2 separate regions of the Mus musculus genome follow, and region 1 is linked to region 2. The links are chromatin contacts, called in public promoter capture Hi-C maps. All regions are on one chromosome and are shown on one strand. Each heading gives the region's core, a stretch centred on a gene start, on an enhancer-like site or on the middle of the called end of the contact. The rest is flanking DNA. Distances are from core to core; before and after follow the strand shown.

Region 1 (4,570 bases), core at 217-2,716, 410 kb after region 2:
AATCTCCACCATGCAAATGAGGGCAGTCCTGATTGGCTAATATTTGATTTCCAGGACATACTGGGCTCACATGGTACAGCCTGTGGTTCTGAGTTGTACTTGGTTCAGATTGGCCTTATTCACTTACATCATTCTGCAACCAGAAAGTGCTGTTTCCTACAGGGACAAGGGTGGAGCAGAGACCGAAGGAAAGGTCATCCAGAGACTGCCTTACCTAGGGATCCATCCCATCTGCAGACACCAAACCCAGACACTATTGCTGATGCCAAGAAGCACTTGCTGACAGGAGCCTGGTATAGCTGTCCTCCTGAGAGGCTCTGCCAGAGCTGGGAGCAGTACAGATGTGAATGCTCACAGTCAAACCATCAGATTGAGCACAGGGACCACAATGGAGGAGTTAGGGGAAGGACTAAAGGAGCTGAAGGGGTTTGCAACCCCATAGGAGGAACAACAATATGAACCAACCAGACCCACCAGAGCTCCTAGGGACTAAACTACTAACCAAAGAGAACACATGGAGGTACCCATGGCTCCAGCTGCATATGTAGCAGAGGATGGCCTTATCTGGCATCACTGGGAGGGGAGGCCCTTCGTCCTGTGAAGGCTTGATGCCCCAGCATAGGGGAATGCTAGAGAGGTGGGGCAGGAGTAGGTAGGTGGGATAGCACCCTTATGCAAGCAGGGGAAAGGGGAGATGGAATAGAGGTTTTCGGAGGGGAAACTGGGAAGGGGATAATATTTGAATTGTAAATAAACAAAATAACCAATTAAAAAACCCTAACATCAATTCCTCTCTTTCCTATAGCCTGGGTATTGCTACTTGAATCATTTAAAAATATCTATAAATATTAATCATATACATATATATGTATATATAATGACATATGTGTATTTATGTATAATAGAAATATTTATAAAAGATTTTTAAAAAAGAAAGTGCTGTTTCCTTTTTGTGACACTCTCTAGACCAAGCTTTTTTGTGGCAGTTCCTGGAGAGTGACCTGTTTGTCTTCTGGCCTGTCAATCGGCCTTCTCTCCTCCATGTTATAGCAAAGATTTCACAACTGTAAATTTACTAAGATCTTTTATTTTATACTTCAAATGGCTAAATTCAAGTTGTACAAATTAGACCCCCTAAAATCTATTAAAACACCCCTTCTCCCACCCAAGTGAACTTAAACAGTTCAGAGTTTTTTGAGATTATTTCCCATATTCTGTGAGTGGGTGGTCAGTATCACATCTGACACTAGTTAATGGACACAGTAAAGATTAAACGTGCTTCACCACACTCATGACACACCTGTCAGGCCTCAGTGGTCATTGCCATGGTTGGTCCCCAAAGGAAAGGCCCAAGTCCAGGATTGCAGGTCTTCCTGGCTGGCTGCCTTCCAAGGAGCAAGGCCGGAGTGAACTTTGGCCTGGGGTGATACTCCCCGTCACTGATTAACCAGCCCTGTTGGAAGACTGTGTTACCAGCTCTGCCTAGACAAAGACTCCTACCTGGCCAAGCTCTGGTGGGCAGAAAAAATGTCTACCCGCTATCACCAAGCAGCGAGTGACAGCTACCTGGAACTTCTGAAGGAGGCCACCAAGCGTGATCTGAATCTCTCAGATGAGGATGGCATGACACCCACTCTCCTGGCAGCCTACCACGGCAACCTCGAGGCCCTAGAAATAATCTGCAGTAGAGGGTGAGTGATTCCTGTTAGGGTATCCTGGGTGGGGAGTACCACACCGGCAGTAAGAGACAGAGACATCCACGAAGACATTTTACTTCTTTCTAGGCTCCCTAAGTCTTTGGCTTTTAGAGAAAGAGTCAAGACTAAGCTAGGTATGGTTTCTTTCCCTGTGAAAACAGCCATTTAGGAGTCACTCAGGCAGAGGGGTGGGGGTAGGCATTGGAACTATATGCCCTGAAAGTCATATCCATGGAATTGAAATGGTTAACTCCTTAAAAAGAGGTCACCATGCTTTTTGGTTCAGTCATCCTCCTTGGTTAGGACATGGCTTTATTTTACGTTTTCAATTGTGTCACTAAAAACTATCTTTTATGAACACTCGGCCTTGGTGTAAGCTGAATTTTTGAATGAAATTTCTGGCTTTACAAGCTATAAAATGAGTCTTCAATCTTCACACACACACATACACACACCATCCCTTACCTTTAAATTCAAGTCTTTGCTAACTCTTTTATTCTGCTTGTCCTGCTCATTGCCAGAGGGCTAGTCAGGGTAGGCAGCTACGACTTAAGATGGGCAGAAATGGAGCGAAAGAGGAGTCTGGGAGAATGAGAGGAGTGGGAGTGGGAGGACGGGAGGGGAGGTAAAGAGTAAGAGAGCCAAGTGATTCCAGGACAGTGCATATTTAGCATCTGGCAGGTGACAGTCCACCTCTCCTCCTTCTCTCTCCTTCTTCCTCTTTCTCTTTCTTCCACTCCTTCCTCCTCTGATTCCAATTCTTCTCATATATTTTTGGTGCTGCCCAGATGGTGCTGATCAACAGAACATCCTAGTGTTCCTGTGGCAATCAGATCTGAGAGGGGAAGCCAAGCGAGCGGCTTTGGGTAGATGTGATAAAGCTCGTGCCAGGGAAGGGAAATTAAGCTGACATTAGAAAGACAAGGAGCTGATCGAGGTGGAGGGAAGTGTTTTCCCCCTAAGGCAGAACACTGTGCATTCCGAGGATGGAAGACATTGAGCTTGGCTGGACCTGACCTGCACAGGGACAGAACCTAAGCCATAAGACCAGACTATCAGGAGCCTTGAGAATTCTGCTGAGAACTTCAATCTTCTCCTGAGAGCCTAGACACCACACCCTCTATTTACAAAGGAGGCCATCAGATAGATTTATGCTTATGAATATTGTTCTGGTGATTGTACAGTGGTCACAGAGAATGTCTAGGGACATTCAAGGTAAAGTGAAACTCACGTGGTAACACTGGGCGTGGGTAGACACAGAGATGTGAGTGACAGTTTGGATGTCAGAGAGTGATTGGATGTGGCAAGTAAAGGAAGACGAGGGTCAACATCCATGTTTGGATTAAACAGATTGCGGGTCTGGCCACCTCGTTGGACTGGGGAACATGTCAGAAAGAGCGTGCTCACTCTCTATACGGCATCTCCTGAAGCTTTATTCAAGTTAGGTCTTTCTTTTTTTTTTTTTGAGTTAATGTCTCAGTTTTGCTACAGCAGTGAAGTATGCAACACTCTCTATTTAATTTACACCTTTAGTATCATAACCAGCAAATTTATTTCTTAGGTTATCCCCCTATTTGTTACATTTTTTTTTCTAGTTGGCAGTGTTGTGATGATTGTTCTTCCACGTAAGTCCTGGTCCATACTTTTTTTTTTCCGAGTGCAAATTCTCAGAACTAAAGTTGTCAGTTGGCCTACACTTGTGCTATGATAACGAAATACCTCAGACAAGGTAACTCAGAGAGGATAAAACTTATTCTCATAATTTTAAGAGCAGCCAGGAAGTCTAAGATCAAGTTGGCAAGAAGTTTGGTACCTGGAGAGATCAATTTTCTGTTTCCATGATGGGTTCTTATGGCTGCCACCTCTAGGGAGGGCAAAGGTGGAGCCCCCCCTCCCCCATGATAGGAGAGAGAGGAGGTACAGGCAAAGACAACTAGGAAAAGCAAGTTCCCTTCTTCGATAGGGAATCACTTTTACAAGGGGAAAGGCAGGGTCCTGGTGAGACTGAGAACGCCAGTGCTGAGCAGCCCTTACATTTCTGTCTGCGAGTCTATAACATTGCCCCAGTTTTATAACAGGTTCTTAAATATTGATTTATAAAATTGGCTTTCAGAGAAGGTGTGTGTGTGTGTGTGTATGTGCGAGAGAGAGAGAGAGAGAGAGGGGGGGGGAGGGAGAGAGAGGTTAATGGTAGTGTCAGCATACCAGGATGCATATGTAGAGATCAGAGGACAGCCTTGGTTGTCAGGCGTCCACTTTCCACAGTGTTTGAGAACAGGTCTCTTGTGATCTCAGATTAGCTGACCCATGACCCCCCAAGGACTCTCCTGTCTCTGCCTCTCATTTTGCCAGGAAAATGATGAAGAAGCCTTTGATCTGGCTTTATGTGAGTCCTGGGCATCTGAACTTAGGGCCTTAGCCTTGTACAGTGAACAATTTACCCACTGACCCATCTCATAGCCTTCAAAAGGCTTTTAAACTTAACAGCATCAACTCTTTATCATATATATTATGAAAGTTGACAATATTTTAACAATTAATACTGTAAGTATAAATACTTATATATATATATATATACACATAATATGTACTTATTGAATACATGCATATATAATATATATTTAAGTGGATATAAGTCTGTCAATTTCTGCTACCTAATTCTTTTTTTTTTTTTTTTTTTGGCTACCTAATTCTTATTTCAAGGTCATTCATTCCAAAATATTGGCTGATAAATATATTCCAAATTTTTTCTTTTCCCCATATGCACAAGTACATTTTTTTCTTAAAAAGGCACTAAGTTAATAATATGTCATTATCAATTTGAAGTTAAAAGTTAATATGCATGCAGTTGGTTTTTTATGACTACATTATAT
Region 2 (4,872 bases), core at 1,481-3,980:
TAAAGAAAATATCTAATAGAAAAGAAAAAATTTAAAAAATAACAAATTTTAAAAATCATTTTTTATCTAAATAAATAATTCCTAATGGTATTCTGTTTTCCTCATAGATTGGTGCCTAGCACAGTCATCATCAGAGAGGCTTCTGTTGGCAGCTGACAAGAGCAGACGCAGAGACCCACAGACACAGTAGGCAGAGAAAGAGCCCGAATGGGAGATCTCCATCCAGTCCCTCCTCTTGGAGATGGGAAAACCCTGAAGAAGAGGAGTAGGAAGAATTGTAGGAGGCAGAGGGGTTGAGGATACCAGAGGAACATGGCCCACTGAACCAACTAAGCAGGACCACACAGGGTCCACAGAGTCTGGAGCAGCTGCCATGTAACCTGCATGGGTTTTCGATGGTCCTCTGCATCTATGTTATGGTTGTGTAGCTTGGTGTTCTTGTGGGGCTCCTAACAATGGAAGTAGGGGTGTCTCTGACTCTTTTGCCTGCTATTAGAACCCTTTTCCTCTACTGGGTTGCCTCGCTTAGATTTGATATGAGGTGTGTGCCTGATCTTCTTGCATCTTGTTAGGCTGTGTTCTGTTGATATCACTGGGAGGCCTGCACGTTTCTGTTTTTGTTTGTTTGTTTTTTGTTTTTGTTTTTGAGATAGGGTTTCTCTGTATAGCCCTGGCTGTTCTGGAACTCGCTTTGTAGACCAGGCTGGCCTCGAACTCAGAAATCCATCTGCCTCTGCCTCCCAAGTGCTGGGATTAAAGGCGTGCGCCAACATTGCCCAGCTGGCCTGCACTTTTCTGAAGTGAAAAAGAGAGCAGTGTAACTGGGGAAGAGGGGAGTTGGGGAGGTTACTAGGAGGAGTGGAGGGAGGAAAGACTGCAGTTGGAATGCACTGAAAACAGAAAAGAAGAAAAAGAAAAGGAAACATTAAGGGTTGCTGTGGACCAACATATCAGGAGAAGAGAGAAAGCTGAGTAGTGAGGATAATGTGGTTAAAAAAAAAAAAGCGCTATTTTGACAAAAAAACATATAAACAAACAAAAATCAAACTCCATAGATTTCACCTACAAAGACCATCAATAACAAAACCCACAGCTGGCAGTAGAACTCACTGTGGAAGCCTCAGTGCATCCTACTTTAGGAAGGGACCAAGAACTCCACTTCACTGCTCCAGTGTGGATGCCAGCCAGAGAAATAAGGCAACAAAGCAAAGCAAAGCAAAGCAATGCAGAGCGGAGCGGAGCGGAGCAGAGCAGAGCAAAGCAAAGCAAAGCAATGCAGAGCAGAGCGGAGCAGAGCAGAGCAAAGCAAAGCAAAGCAAAGCAATGCAGAGCAGAGCGGAGCGGAGCAGAGCAGAGCAAAGCAAAGCAAAGCAAAGCAAAGCAAAGCAAAGCAAAGCAATGCAGAGCGGAGCGGAGCAGAGCAAAGCAAAGCAAAGCAAAGCAAAGCAAAGCAAAGCAAAGCAAAGCAAAGCAAAGCAAAGCAAAGCAAAGCAAAGCAAAGCAATGCAGAGCGGAGCGGAGCGGAGCAGAGCAGAGCAAAGCAAAGCAAAGCAAAGCAAAGCAATGCAGAGCGGAGCGGAGCGGAGCAGAGCAGAGCAAAGCAAAGCAATGCAGAGCGGAGCGGAGCGGAGCGGAGCGGAGCAGAGCAAAGCAAAGCAAAGCAAAGCAAAGCAATGCAGAGCAGAGCGGAGTGGAGCAGAGCAAAGAAAAACAGCATAAAGATCTGAAAGGATGAAATAAAACTCACTCTTCACACACAGTGTGACTATTTACATAGTAAATTTCCAGAAATCAAATTTGTAAAAGATCAATTTTTAAAAGGGGACCAATTCATTTTTTGTTTGCTTGCTTGCTTGCTTGTGTGACAGGCTCTTATCTATGAAAGCCATTGCTGTCCTAGAACTCACTGTGTACACCAGGCTAGCCCTAAACTCTCAGAGATCCACCTGTCTCTGCCTCCCAAGCACTGAGATTAAAAGTATGGGCCAACGTGCCCAGCTTATTAATTCCAGTATTTAAGTTGGAATTTGAGTTAAATTTGAGTTGGATTTTTATCATATACAATTGGAAGAGCCATCTGTTCACATATCACATGAAACATTTACTAGATGGCTAACATTTGTTACTAGTTAATATCTACACTGAGGATCCATCAGTAAATAAAGCAAAGTTCTTATTTTCAAAGTCGGTGTTCAGAAATGAAAAAAAAATTTTTTTAAAAAAGTTAAAAGCAGGAAAAAAATCAATGAAGATTTCTAGGTTGGGAAGAAAGGCCTGGGATAGGATATCTCACCAAATGAGGCTTTGGCCGTGGGAAGAGTTACAGGCCGGGAGCTCAAGGATCTCTAGGCTGGAACACGCCTGTGTCTTAGGCAAGCAGCGGGGCTGCTGTGACTACAGCAGAGCAGGAAGGCCGAGCGGTGAGGTCTGGGTCAGAGAAGACACCATGGCTTGTTACACTTCTCTGAATCACTGGCAAGCTGAGAAACACTGCCTCCACCTCTGAAGGGCTGAGTGAGGCATGTGTAAGCCCCGGATTCCGGTTGCTTTTCAGCAAGCCTTTCCCTCCTAGTAAAAGCACACGCACTGCCTTCCCAGCCTACTAAAACTCTGCTGTGTGTACAGATAACATTACCTGTTAAGAAGGTTAAGTAAGACAGGCCAGGGTTATGTAAACATTCACGCTCCTCCCACCAATATATCCACCAATTAAGGAAAGGCACTGCCGGCCAGTCTGACTCCTCCGTCAAACTCCGTCCACTTTGATCCACCACCAACACTAAAGCAGAGGTGAGAAGTTGGCTTTCTCTTCCATTAAGCGGGTCTACTATCACTCCAGCTGTGTGGGAAGCAGTATCTTTAGTGAGGATCCAATTTCTTTTCCTGGGTAAGACTTCCTGCAACAGTGCAGGTTTTCTTTATAAATGTTCAGCAAACAATACCAGCAACTTCAGAAAATGCTCTGTGAAGCCATGGGTGGCAGAGGGGTTTCTAAACTCAGAGTCTTTCAGCTGCCATGGGAGCACTGAGGAGGAGGTTGGGAGAGAGCACCCCCAGGACATGGCTGGCAGGGCAGCTGAGTTTTCAGCTTAGGCTTTTTGGTGAGATTTGGGTTTTAATAATGGCTTCGTATGTTTCCATGATAAAATGTTTTGGAAAAAAAAAAAAAAGCGAGTAGGAGCTTGACTGAACCCTGCTCAATGACAGATGGAAGTTCATCTTCTAACTATCCAGAAGTACACAAACTACCTCTTGAAAACGTCTTCTCTCCAGGACAAGGGATAATCTAAAGCAGTATATTGAGGGTGGGAATTAAGACAAGGTCTTTTTGTGGATGAGAACCATGGAGTTGTACTTTGCTTTGAGGCTGTGTATCTGCCGTTGTTATTTGGGCTAATCAGGGGGAAGGGCTTTGTGGAGATGTGGAAAGATGGAAGATCCCTCTGCCCTGCCGTCTATATGGACCCAAAGTTCTTATTTCAGATGAGACTTTAAGTTCTTTCAAAAGCACATCCATCCAGACAGTGGTGCCTCTCTTAGAATTTTTCTTAGCAAGATTTCATGGCTTAGTGTAAAATCTAGATTTGCCATGCAGAAGTGATCTTTTCTTTCACCTGCAAGGGATTTTACAGATAGGAAAGTGGACATTGTAAGACAAGAGCATTGTAAAAGGCAGGAACTGACTGAGCCCTTGTTGGGAAGAAAGAAATAGTATGGATTTGATGAAGGGGTGTTGACATTCCTTTTTCTATTAAAAAAATGCTTAAGATCATTTTAAGTCCCAACTGATTGATCAATTTTCTGTTCTTTTTAAAAATGTGACTTCTAAAAATGTTCATTGAGATAAGTCCTTTTTAAAAGCATATTCATTGACAATTGCATACATACCTAATGTATTTTGATCATATCACCCTTTATTTCTCTCTTCCACCTCCCTCCAGCTCCCCCCAAGCCCCTTCTTCTCCCTGAGAAGGCCCTCCCACTCCTACTCTCACATCTGTTCTGTACTCCCCGAGTTTAATGAGGGTTTTTGCATGAGCATGGGTGGGTGGCTATTTCCTTGAACACGAGTAAGTTATCAGTGGCTACACCAATGTACTTGTGAAAGATTCTGAATGAAGGAGAGTTTTGTATGGGGTTAGGGGAGGAACAACAAACAGTGAACTCTGATTCTGCTTGGTATCAGCAAGGTGAGTACACTGTATTTATCCCCAGTGTAAATACTTGCATAGTTGTTTAATAGTTTGTAAACTCAGAGAGACGGGATGGGTGCCCTTATGATGTTAACAGAAGTATTCTCAGCATTTGATATAGGCCTGTCTCAGGATGAATGGACGTACTGTTCAGTTGGGTGTGTGTATGTTTGAGGGTGGTGTGTTTCTCTGGAATGTGGAATAATAAATCAATCCAAAATGCTAGGCACAACTTGCCAGATTGCAGCAAAAATGATGCATTCCCTGGAGAGACTTTCCAAAATAGCCTTGTTTTCTCCTGCCTACCTTTTCATGTAACAGCACTTTTTTTTTACTTCATTTACTTGTGCCAGTCATGACACTAGAGAGGACCTCCTCTCTATCCCCCCAATATGTTGTCTATATGTGCAACATTTTAAACATTCAAGCAGTATGTATTGAGTAAATAAATGAACCATAGTAACTGTACTGGCTGGTCTTGTGTGTCAACTGGATACAAGCTGGAGTTGTCACAGAGAAAGGAGCCTCCCTTGAGGAAATGCCTCCATGAGATCCAGCTGTAAGGCATTTTCTCAGTTGGTGATCAAGGGTGAGAGAGGCCATTGTGGGTGGTGCTATTCCTGGGCTGGTAGTCCTGGGTTCTATAAGAGAGCAAGCTGAGAAGCCAGGGGAAGCAAGC

What was found. Capture Hi-C pulls out chosen DNA fragments and counts their contacts.
Region 1: a promoter capture Hi-C map of adipose tissue shows a contact between it and region 2, with 4 times the contacts expected there. The contact joins the promoter of Anks4b here to the promoter of Acsm3 in region 2. A contact is called at or near these places in 1 of 39 promoter capture datasets (embryonic stem cells), 1 of 115 datasets of contacts at active chromatin or transcription factors (kidney) and 2 of 9 other capture datasets (adipose tissue and pancreatic islet).

What each region holds. Positions count from the first base shown.
Region 1 is chr7:120,172,392-120,176,961 of GRCm38.p6, forward strand. Anks4b (ankyrin repeat and sterile alpha motif domain containing 4B) reads left to right here and starts at 1,467. Exons shown (of 2, transcript NM_028085.2): 1 at 1,467-1,691. The coding sequence starts at 1,528.
Region 2 is chr7:119,758,193-119,763,064 of GRCm38.p6, forward strand. Acsm3 (acyl-CoA synthetase medium-chain family member 3) reads left to right here and starts at 2,731. Exons shown (of 15, transcript NM_212442.2): 1 at 2,731-2,790.